Regions from separate parts of the Hordeum vulgare genome. Here region 1 is linked to region 2. A link is a contact called in public Hi-C data. All regions are on one chromosome and are shown on one strand. The core of a region is the stretch at or near the end of the contact, and the rest is flanking DNA. Distances in the headings are between cores, read along the strand shown.

Region 1 (4,845 bases), core at 2,293-4,792, 730 kb after region 2:
TGACAAACCTAGGGGGACCAGAATGGTGCCCCCTTTCTATGTGGAGAACCTATCGATTGAGGTAATCTGAAATTCGGTTCGTTTTGAATGATTTCGTTGTTGTTACTTATCTATTTTTTCTGACTTGAACGTGTTCTTCTCACTTAGAGAGTTTCACGACAATGATCGGTATGGTGTTGGTCGTCGATCATGCGCTCCTCGATATGGCGAGTGATACCGAGCACCAAGATGGCTTGGGAGGCGAGGACGACGATGACGGGGAGTCCGAGGAAGGCAAGATGACTCGGAGGAGGGAGATGAGGCGGAGTCCTCCCAATTTGAGGATGTCCTAGTAGAAACCTTCTCCAAGGTGCACCAAGACCCGAGGGCCCATGCTGGCGGTGCAAGGCTCCGAGTGCTACAACGTCACCTAAGAGGGCGGTCAAGCAACCCAAGATTCAAACTATCAAGCCTCACAAGGCGGTTCTACCGCGAATTAAAGTGAGTGTGCGTGTGGCCTCAATGTAAGCGCCTTTGTCGCGTGACACTTCCATTTCGAATGACATTTTTGACGGTTGACCGAGTGATATGATTTTCTGAATTAATTTGTTGCAGTGCTAATACCTCGGCCGCTTCACTCAATCATAAGGCCCTAGAGAAGGGCCAGACCGAGGATGACGTTACGTCTTCAAAAGGTAATATTTGAGATTTCTTGGATTTCATTCGATTGTCATGTTTTCTCCCGCCGCTAACGTTCGAGTGATCTTCCATGCTTGTAGGGCCACGTGAGGTGATTGAACTTGACAAGGACGACAAGGTCGACCCGACGAACCCTTCAGTCGACGCAGCTGTCATGATGCAGGATGTTTCTCTTACTCGAGTGATGAGCACTTCTCCCGCCAAGGCCTCGACCCAATTCAGGGTACAACTCCAAAAGCCGGAGCCGCACTCGGAGCCAGCTCGTCTGCTCCTTCATCGACTCCTCAAGTGGCCAACATCTTCATGCTGCACCATGTCCTGTAGGACCAGGTGTGCGCGAGCAAGGAGGCCTTGATCCAGCTGGAGCTAATGAATGGCCGTCTGAAGGGGATGTATGACACCAACGAGGCTGTGAAGAAGAATGTGCGAGTAAGTACTCTCGTAAGTGCCAGTCTCAGTCGGGAGTTTTTGTCTGCACATGATTTTTTGTTTTGTTTCCCGAGTGGGTTACACGGGGCACACCCACTGGGTGTTCTTCTGTTCTAGTGGGGGCACGCTGAGTGCACCCACTAATTTTAGTCATTGAGACTGTCGTCGGTTAAAGCGGTCGAGGGGAGCCTTAGTTTCTTTACTGACTTGATGTAGACCATTGGGGGTGTAGAACCCGTTGCTTAGCTTGTGAAAGTAACCAGAGTGGTACTTATCGAAGAGGATGCGGTGATGGTCCATAGACCAGAGCTTCTTGACGTTGATCGTCGGGGTATAGAACGTGTTGCTTAACTTGTGGAAGCATCCGACCACCTATCCTTCCAGTGGGGGCGCGTTGAGCACACCCACTAGGTGTAGTTCCCGAGACTGTCGTCGACTATTTCAGTCGGCGGGACACTTAGAGTTTTCTTTCTTTGAAGTTTGACTAATATCGTTCCCACGTCTCTGTTTCCTGTTGGTAGAGTGTTTGCAAGCTCGAGACTCACTACAATGCCATGGAAAAAGACATGCATGGCCTGCATATCAGTCCGAAGGTTGAGAAGGCTAAGAACATGTGCGTGGAGCAGGAGAAACGCTCACTCGGAGGTAAGCGCATTCCGTCCAGCTGCCTTAGTTCTTGTTTTTTTCTCCCTATCCGACTGTAATCACTTCATCATATGTTCATAGCGAAAATCTTCAACTTGTTAAGAGGCTCATGGCTTATATTTCTTTATACACCACGAAGGAGGCCCTCGAGAAGAAGGACATGGAGCTGGCGTCCGCTTGGAAGGAGGCTAGTTCGAAGACCAAGGTGGCCAAGGACAAGCTGAAGTCATTCAAGAAGCTGGGGAAGAAGAAGAAAACTCTGGAGGTTGCTGCGAAGAAGTCCGCGGAGGAGTTTGTCGAGCTGAAGAAGCACTATGCTGAGTGGGAATCCACGTTTAAGCAAGTCTCTTCCAAGAAGCTCGAGTTGGAGCGATATATCGAGGAGTTCGGCGATGAGACGAGTGGCAAGTTGGAAGGTAGGCGAGTCGACCCGAGTGATTCTTGCACTGCTTCGATATCTTGCTCGCCTCCGATTCCTTTTGATTTTTCGTGTCCAGAATTATGTGTTGACTTAGAGTCCGAGTCTAAGAGAATCGAGAAGGAGCTAGACCCGTGCCATGAGAAATCACAATCTAAAAAAGTGTTGCACATGGACAGTGATGTGATGCCATCGACGCAAAATCGACCAACCACAAATCATCTTCCATAAAAAGAGTGCCCTTGGATGTTAAAACAAGCAACCATTGTCATATTTTTCATGCAACTGCCCCGAATATCCAAGCAAATCCAAAAAACTCCATGACCCCTCACATCTTGCAACTAGATGAAATCATTGAGACAACTTACCGTCTCATCACTATACAACTGCCCTCAAATATACATAGCAAATCCCCAAAACTCTCATGACCCTCCCATCTCGCAATTGGAGGGGAACATTGAGGCAACTACCGTCCTAATGCTATGCATCTATCGCGGAAGATCGAAGCAAATCCACAAAACCCAAAACACCGAGAAAAAAAATCACGCCGCAGATTTGTTCACATGCACCACCACAACCTCACCCCTCCCCCTCCACCCCTTCAATTAAGGCAACTCCCCCAACCCTAACTACCCCCACCACATGTCGTCCCTCGTGGACGTCATGGACATCCATCGTGACTGCTAGTACTTGCACGCGACGATGACATCATATTCGCCCCACTTCGTGTAAACCCTAGCCTCGCCATGGCAACAAAATCTGAAGGCGGGACCATGCGAGGAGATACTGGGATTACCTCAACCTCTAGCTGATGATACGCCGTGCACGCGGACGGCCTCCCGCATCGATGAATCCACGGTCGCAGCACCGCGCAGACCGCGTGTAGAGACATGGAAGAAGAGAACGAGCGAGTAGTTCAAAAAATGGGTGGAGAACCGTCGTTCGAACAAGACATGCGGGAACGGGTTCATGTCTTCGTGCTTGCATTATTTCTGAATTTATTTCAGGATTTCCGGCGACAAGCTTTCAGTGGGAGGAGACGTTTCCGTCGACGACGAGACGCCTACGATGACTTCGTAAAATCTCAAGATGATATGCCGATCCAGTCTCTCAAAGGTGTTAAGAAGGGTAGGATGTGCGTATGTGCGTTCATAGGAGTGAGTGTATGCATGTATGTGAACGTTTGCGTCTGTACTGTATTAAAAAAAAAAGACATGCGGGGATGGAGCGGTTTCTCCTGAAATTAATGTGGGGCCACCACTACACCGCGCCCCCCGGCTCTTCTCTATCGCCACCTCGGACGGTCCGTCGCTTCCGCTGGCAGCAGTCAAATCGTGCAGGTGCGTTTTTAAGCATTTGGGAAGAAAAAAAAAAGAGAAAAGAAAGGGAAACCACACACTCGGACACGTGTACGCTCGCGCGAGTCCATCGATCCCGGAACCGTGTTCATCCCCCTCCGGTGCAGAGGCGGCGGCGCGCGAGGTGGGAAAGATGTCGAGGGCCGTCAGGATCCGCGGCGACGAGGTGGGAAAGACGTCGAGGGCCAGGAGGATCCGCGGCGACGAGCTGGAAACGGAGCGGGGAGCAAGGGCGAAGAAGCGAAGCCTGGCAGAGGTTCACTCCACGAGCCCTAGATCTCCCGGGCAGCTAGCTGTTCGGAGTTCCCATTCCCACCCAGAGATACTGTTCGCGATCTTCGAGCCCGACGAAGCCCAATCCGGAGCAAAACAAGGTGATTTTGCCCGCCCCCCCCCCCCCCCCCCCCCCCCCCCCCCCCCCCCGATGTTCCAAAAATTTTCCCTCATCACGACAGATTGGTGTTTGCTTGTGCTGTACGAATTTTTTTCTCTAGGTCGTGTGCGCGATGTGGTCGAGTCCGCCATGGAGGAATCCTCCGATCCACCCAAGCCTCCGCCCTACGAACCCTACATCCCAGACGAACTAGCTGCAGACCCGGCCATACTCGCCGCCTTCAAGCATGCCGAGGCTAAATACGAAGAAGAAGAAGGTAAATTAATTACCCCCCTTTTCCCCGTTCTTTTTCTCAGCGTCAGTTTCCCCATTCATTATTAATTTCCAACCTGATCCTAATTTTCTTTGCGTAGTTCGTCTAGCTCACCTGTTCACTATGGACCACTACTGGCACAAACCATCTTCCTGCTTGCGCATAGACCCTCGTCTCCTTCCCATACGGGAACTCGCAAGAGATGCAGTACTTCTTGCTGCTAAATCTGTCATTTTGCTCTCATCCTTTCTCGGTGTGTATTTAACATCATGTTTGCTTCTTAATTAAGTAGCATTTGCTACCTAGCCAACTGTTTGCAATTTTTGTTGCTTTGTAGAGAATCAACCGCTGAATAAATGCTGTGGCTTGTGGTTTCAAAGGGATGACCAGAGAAAAACCGCCCTTGTTTTGACGTCTGCTCATCTCACTCGTAAAAAGGATCCCAACCAGTGGAAGGGGCAGTGGACAGGCGAATATCATCATAATGCTAAGGTGACCTTCTTAACATTCACTAGTCTCCTTGTCATCCTAATTTCAGCAAGGGCGTTTCTGCCACCCGATGGTGGTATCTGAACTTAGATAATGCATGCTTTAATTACCAGCTTTTCAAATGAAATCGGGGTGGGGAGCCCTGCACTGCTATGCAAGTAAAAACATATATTCAACAGTC
Region 2 (4,762 bases), core at 1,736-4,235:
TAGGTTATACCTCATTAGCTAACTCTGGCCCATCGCTCTTAGCATCATCATCCTTCTCTGATGACATAATTGCATGGTGCTGCTCTTCAGCTGCCATTTCAACCTGAGGAATTGGTCTGGATGACGGAATGCATGAAGGCATATCATCAGTCACGTCCTCAACTATAACACGTGCCTCCATTTGAAAATTATTATGCATTCTGCCCTTCAGAATCATGTCCTCGTTATTGATGGTTGCACGATCAGATCCAATTACCCCTACATCACTGCAGATGATATTGTGCTGATTAAAAACAGGAACATCTCTCTGTAAAAGGCCATCCTTGAAGGTGCCATTGCCAAACATGTTTACGGTCAGATCAGGATTACTTAGTCCAATAGATGAAGAGGTAGCCAAACCAGAGGTATGCCCCAATAACTGGTCGAAATTTTCATTTTGATACACAGCGGATGCTCCATTTGCCACCGATCTTTGTGGCGCAAAAGCTTCAAAAGGGTCAATAGGCAACAGTATATGGGGTCCAGGAGCAACTTTATCATTACCATGCACACAGCCAGCTGTTCCATAATCTGTAACACACCCTAATTTCATTTTCTCTACATGAGATCCACGATCTGAATTCGCTGTTTGAGATCCATTAGGGAATCCATGAAGAAAGCGTGAATGAGAATTATCAGTAGCATGCATTGGCGTCAAGCATGAGCTTTCTAGAGCATCTAACTCACCCGAGGACAACCTTGCACCACGTGTGTGGTGCAAAGTGAGCCTTGTGTCAACATAAGTGCACTGGGGAGCAACACTTGGGGCGGCACTGTTCTCCGGATGATAAATCTTCCTCTGTTGGACAACAGGACCACCATCATGACCTGTTTGCACCATATTAGTAGGCAAACTGTCTTGTTGGTAATATACGGCTGACTCAAAACTGGCTCCACCAGTAACTCCTTGACCGTACCGCTGGTCGGTATGACTAGAAACAAGGTAATTTGGTTCATCCATACGAGCAATCTGAGGTGGTTTAGCACGTAGAAGATCTGGCCTAGTCCCGCTTATTGTTCTCTCCAGCTCATTAGCTTGACACATTTTCTGGGAAAATGAAGGGGGTATGTAGGAATCAAAAGTTAAAGACAGATTGGATGCAGGTTGTTCAGTGCGATCATTCAGCAAAGGATCAGAGAAGGCATGCGGCATGCCATGAATTTGGCCAGTGTATTCATGCATGCCAGATAGCCAACTAGCAGTCTCTGGATGGATGTACACCTTTTCAGAATAAAAGGGCATTTCCATTGGAGTGGACTTATCATAATTTGTATGTGAACTCACGTAACTCTCATTTCGAGGTGTACCCAAATCTTTTGCCTGCCTTTGAATTTGAAGATTGTGCATGGTTGATCCAATTCCAATACCTGTGTCTACATCGCTTTGAGTCTTATCTTGATGGTCTGGAAGCATGGTTTTCAAATTTGATCCATTGCTAACTTCATATTTGTTCTCATGTTCTTGGTTCATTGTTAGTCTGTCTGAAGACATCCGCAACCTAGACTGATTCAAAGACGTCCTCTGTCGATTTAAGCCTGGGGAGGAAGTTGCTGCTGACTCAGCCACCATTTGTTGTGAGTATGGAGCAAGAAAAAACTGAGAGGAAGACTCGCTTAAGGCTGTTCCAGCCAAAGCTTTACTCCCACTTTCTATATCTGTTTGAGATACAGTTGAGTCTCTGGAGGGGAGTAGGGAATTATCCAACTGTTGGCTCAACTGGCTCACCAAATTGTTGTCACTGGTACTCTGCTTCAGTTGTGAGAGATTGTTCACAGCAACAACAAAATGATATTCTGGTTCACTTTCTAAACTTCTTGCACTTAACGATGACTCCTCGCAATCATTCGGGGAGACAAGAAATATCCGAAGTCTCGGTGAGCCATTGGCCTTTTCAAGACTGTAGTATTCTTCCATCATATTCTGAAGATCCTCTTCACATGAAAGAGAAATCAGAGCATCAAGGTCCTCATCAGGGAGCTGATACTTGATGGTATGAGGCTGATTGTAGATCGAGAGGGTTTTATGCACAAGTTCCTTCCATGAGAAGTTTCTGGGTATCGATATGAGACGTGTTTCCCCGCCCACATATCTGAGCACCCCATCACTAGGCCTAGGCAGGATTTTCCCACCAAAGCTACACATGAACTTGACTTTTCCAGCATGCGGGCTTTCGCAGGGAGAAGACGTATCTTGTAGGTTGTCACTTGAATGTTGAGCTGGTTTGAGTACATTCTCAGAGGGTATGGTCCTGGTGCGCACCAAATTTGCCGGATCCATATCACATTTCAGAGGCAAACCGGCAGCAAGGTTCCCGGAGTCAAACCTGCCAAGACCAAGAACCGTGGTGAGATCCTGATAGACCACATTCAAGTTCTTGTGGTTATTGGGCCCAACTTGGCTGTTCATCTGAAGCAACACAAAGCAATGGTGCTTGTGCTGGAAGCTCCTCCTCCTCCTCCTTGAACAGCGGAGCTAATTGCTATATCTTGAAATGCCGAACTACTCATTCATCTATTTAAGACAGGAGCAGCGGTTTCCCCTAATGTAGACCCCCGAGCAAAGCGTAGCTGCAATAAATAAACCAAGAAAACACGGTGAGCATCTCGCTATGATCCCGCGACAAAACACACAGGACGGGTCAAATTGAAGTGCGGAGAGAGAAGAATCTCTCTGTGTGCAATGTTCGTACGCGATCAATATTACGGGACGAAGAACTTGATAATCAAATTAGCTCAGTTGGATTCGACCGCTCACAGCCACGAAAAAAATCCCGAAAAGATCCTCTCAATAACAGAGCAGAACAAGACAGGACGCAGCGAGCCACTGCTACGAATTATCAAATCAAGCTAGGGCTCCTTACCGAGGGATCAATCAGCGCGGGACCGCCCCCCGCCGAGCGAGCACGCCGGCGGCCAGCCGGACAAGGGGGGCCCGCCCCGCGTCGCCGGCGGTGAGGTCGCCGCCGCAAATGGGACGGAGACGCCGGCGCCGATCTCGCCGACGGGGCGGGCCCAAGCGCATTAGCGGGTCGGCGCCGCGCGGGGCAGGGAGGAGCAAATCGCCGCCTGGGAATTTGGTGGTGGCGGAGGGAGGAAAGGGTGGGGAGGGAGGGAGAGAGGAACGCGGCAGCGAACGAACGAGCGAACGAAACGGAACGCCAAATAGGACACGGGGAAGGTGGGACGGAAAAGTGGGTTCGCTCTCGTTGCCGGTTGCGCCCGAAGCGGGGCGTGTTGGATGGATTTGCCGGCGGGGCCAGGTAATGTGATGTGTCCCCCTTGGTCGGCTGTTGGATCGCTGCCTGGCTGACTTTGCACGTTGTGTGCAACACAAGGACGGACGTGCGTTCGAAGGAACTGCCGCCAAGAACAAGCGTGTGTCCAAGGAGGCAAGGAGAGACGAGTGAAGGAAGCGTTTCCCTTCAATAATTCGATTCTGCTCCCAGGCTCATCTGCTTCGGGTCAGAAAAATATTAAAAATAAATACTAAAAAAGTTCCAACTTTTTTGTATGGTAGATAATTTGATCCGTGAAGTTTGCTTTAAATTTCATTTTATTTGGACACCTGAGCAGCTTTTGACAAAAAAGACAAATCGGATCGAAAAAGTTCGTAAACAGTACACCATTTTACAGACCCAGATTTACTTTTTTGACGAGAGCGCCTCAAGATGCCCAAATGAGTTCAAATTTGAAACGGACCTCGTGCATTAAATTATTTACCACACAAAAAAATAGAATTTTTTGAATTTATTTAGTATTTGTTTTGATATTTTTCGTCGGAGCGGGTGCAGGTGAGCTCGGGAGACAAAACGCCTCTCCCGTTTCCCTTTTCCTTCTCTTCTATAATTAAGGGGCTGATCTTTTAGAAAGATCAGCCACGTCGTAAGCCGTTAGATCTACAACATCGAATGGTCGGACGCGTCTTCATTATTGTAACATAGGTTTTGTTGCGGAATTATTCCTGTAACACACGTTCTATTGCGGAATTGTTTCTGCAACACACGTCGTATTGTCGAAAAAATTTGAACATATGTAAAAATGCAACTGGTATATCATTGCATTTTTTCAACTCACATGTTGTTGCAGAAATAATCTGCAAGAGATGTTTTGTTGGAAAATATAGACATGTCGTGGACCATCGCGACATCGCATATGTTTCAGAAGCATAGCCTGTGTTGCACAAACATGCTCGACAAAGCATGGTGTGTGTGGCCTCACTTTGACGCGTGTCACGCAAAGAAGGTGACGGGCGCGTCCGCTAAAATTGGCCGAACGATGGTAAGCATTTTTCCTTAAAGAAATGTGTCCTTAGTCGAAGATGACCAATCCTTGGCGAAAACTGACAGAAACGTTTAGAAGAAAAAATATAACTATGTAGTACTCCTTCTGTTCCTAAATACTTGTTGTTGGAGAGAACTAGACTAGTTCTTCGCAACAACAAGTATTGTGGTACACAGGGAGTACAACCCATTAGAGTTGTTATCTAACGGACGTCGGCCGATAGGGGATGGCAAGATAACGTTTTTTTCCTTGATTGTTTCACGAGATCCATCGGTGGTAGTTTCAAACGAAAAATGACTTTTTTGAAGAAACTGCCATGTGTCATCCCCTCACATCTGAAACTGTCAATGAAATCGTTCAAAATGCGAACCTTTCACAGTGAATGTTCGCCGGCTAAGAGGGCCCTAGAATTACACGTCTGATACTCCTGAATGACCACTAG

Evidence for each region. A called contact is a pair of places that touch in the nucleus more often than the background predicts.
Region 1: a Hi-C map of seedling shows a contact between it and region 2, with 6 times the contacts expected there. The contact joins the promoter of LOC123452759 here to the promoter of LOC123451901 in region 2. A contact is called at or near these places in 4 of 6 Hi-C or Micro-C datasets (leaf and seedling) and 1 of 1 datasets of contacts at active chromatin or transcription factors (embryo).

The regions. Positions count from the first base shown.
Region 1 is chr5H:57,930,868-57,935,712 of MorexV3_pseudomolecules_assembly, forward strand. It overlaps LOC123452759, which reads left to right and starts at 3,543. Exons shown (of 12, transcript XM_045129468.1): 1 at 3,543-3,902; 2 at 4,023-4,178; 3 at 4,276-4,428; 4 at 4,513-4,667. The coding sequence starts at 3,662.
Region 2 is chr5H:57,204,492-57,209,253 of MorexV3_pseudomolecules_assembly, forward strand. It overlaps LOC123451901, which reads right to left and starts at 2,986. Exons shown (of 10, transcript XM_045128455.1): 1 at 2,901-2,986; 2 at 2,435-2,607; 3 at 11-2,363. The coding sequence starts at 2,317.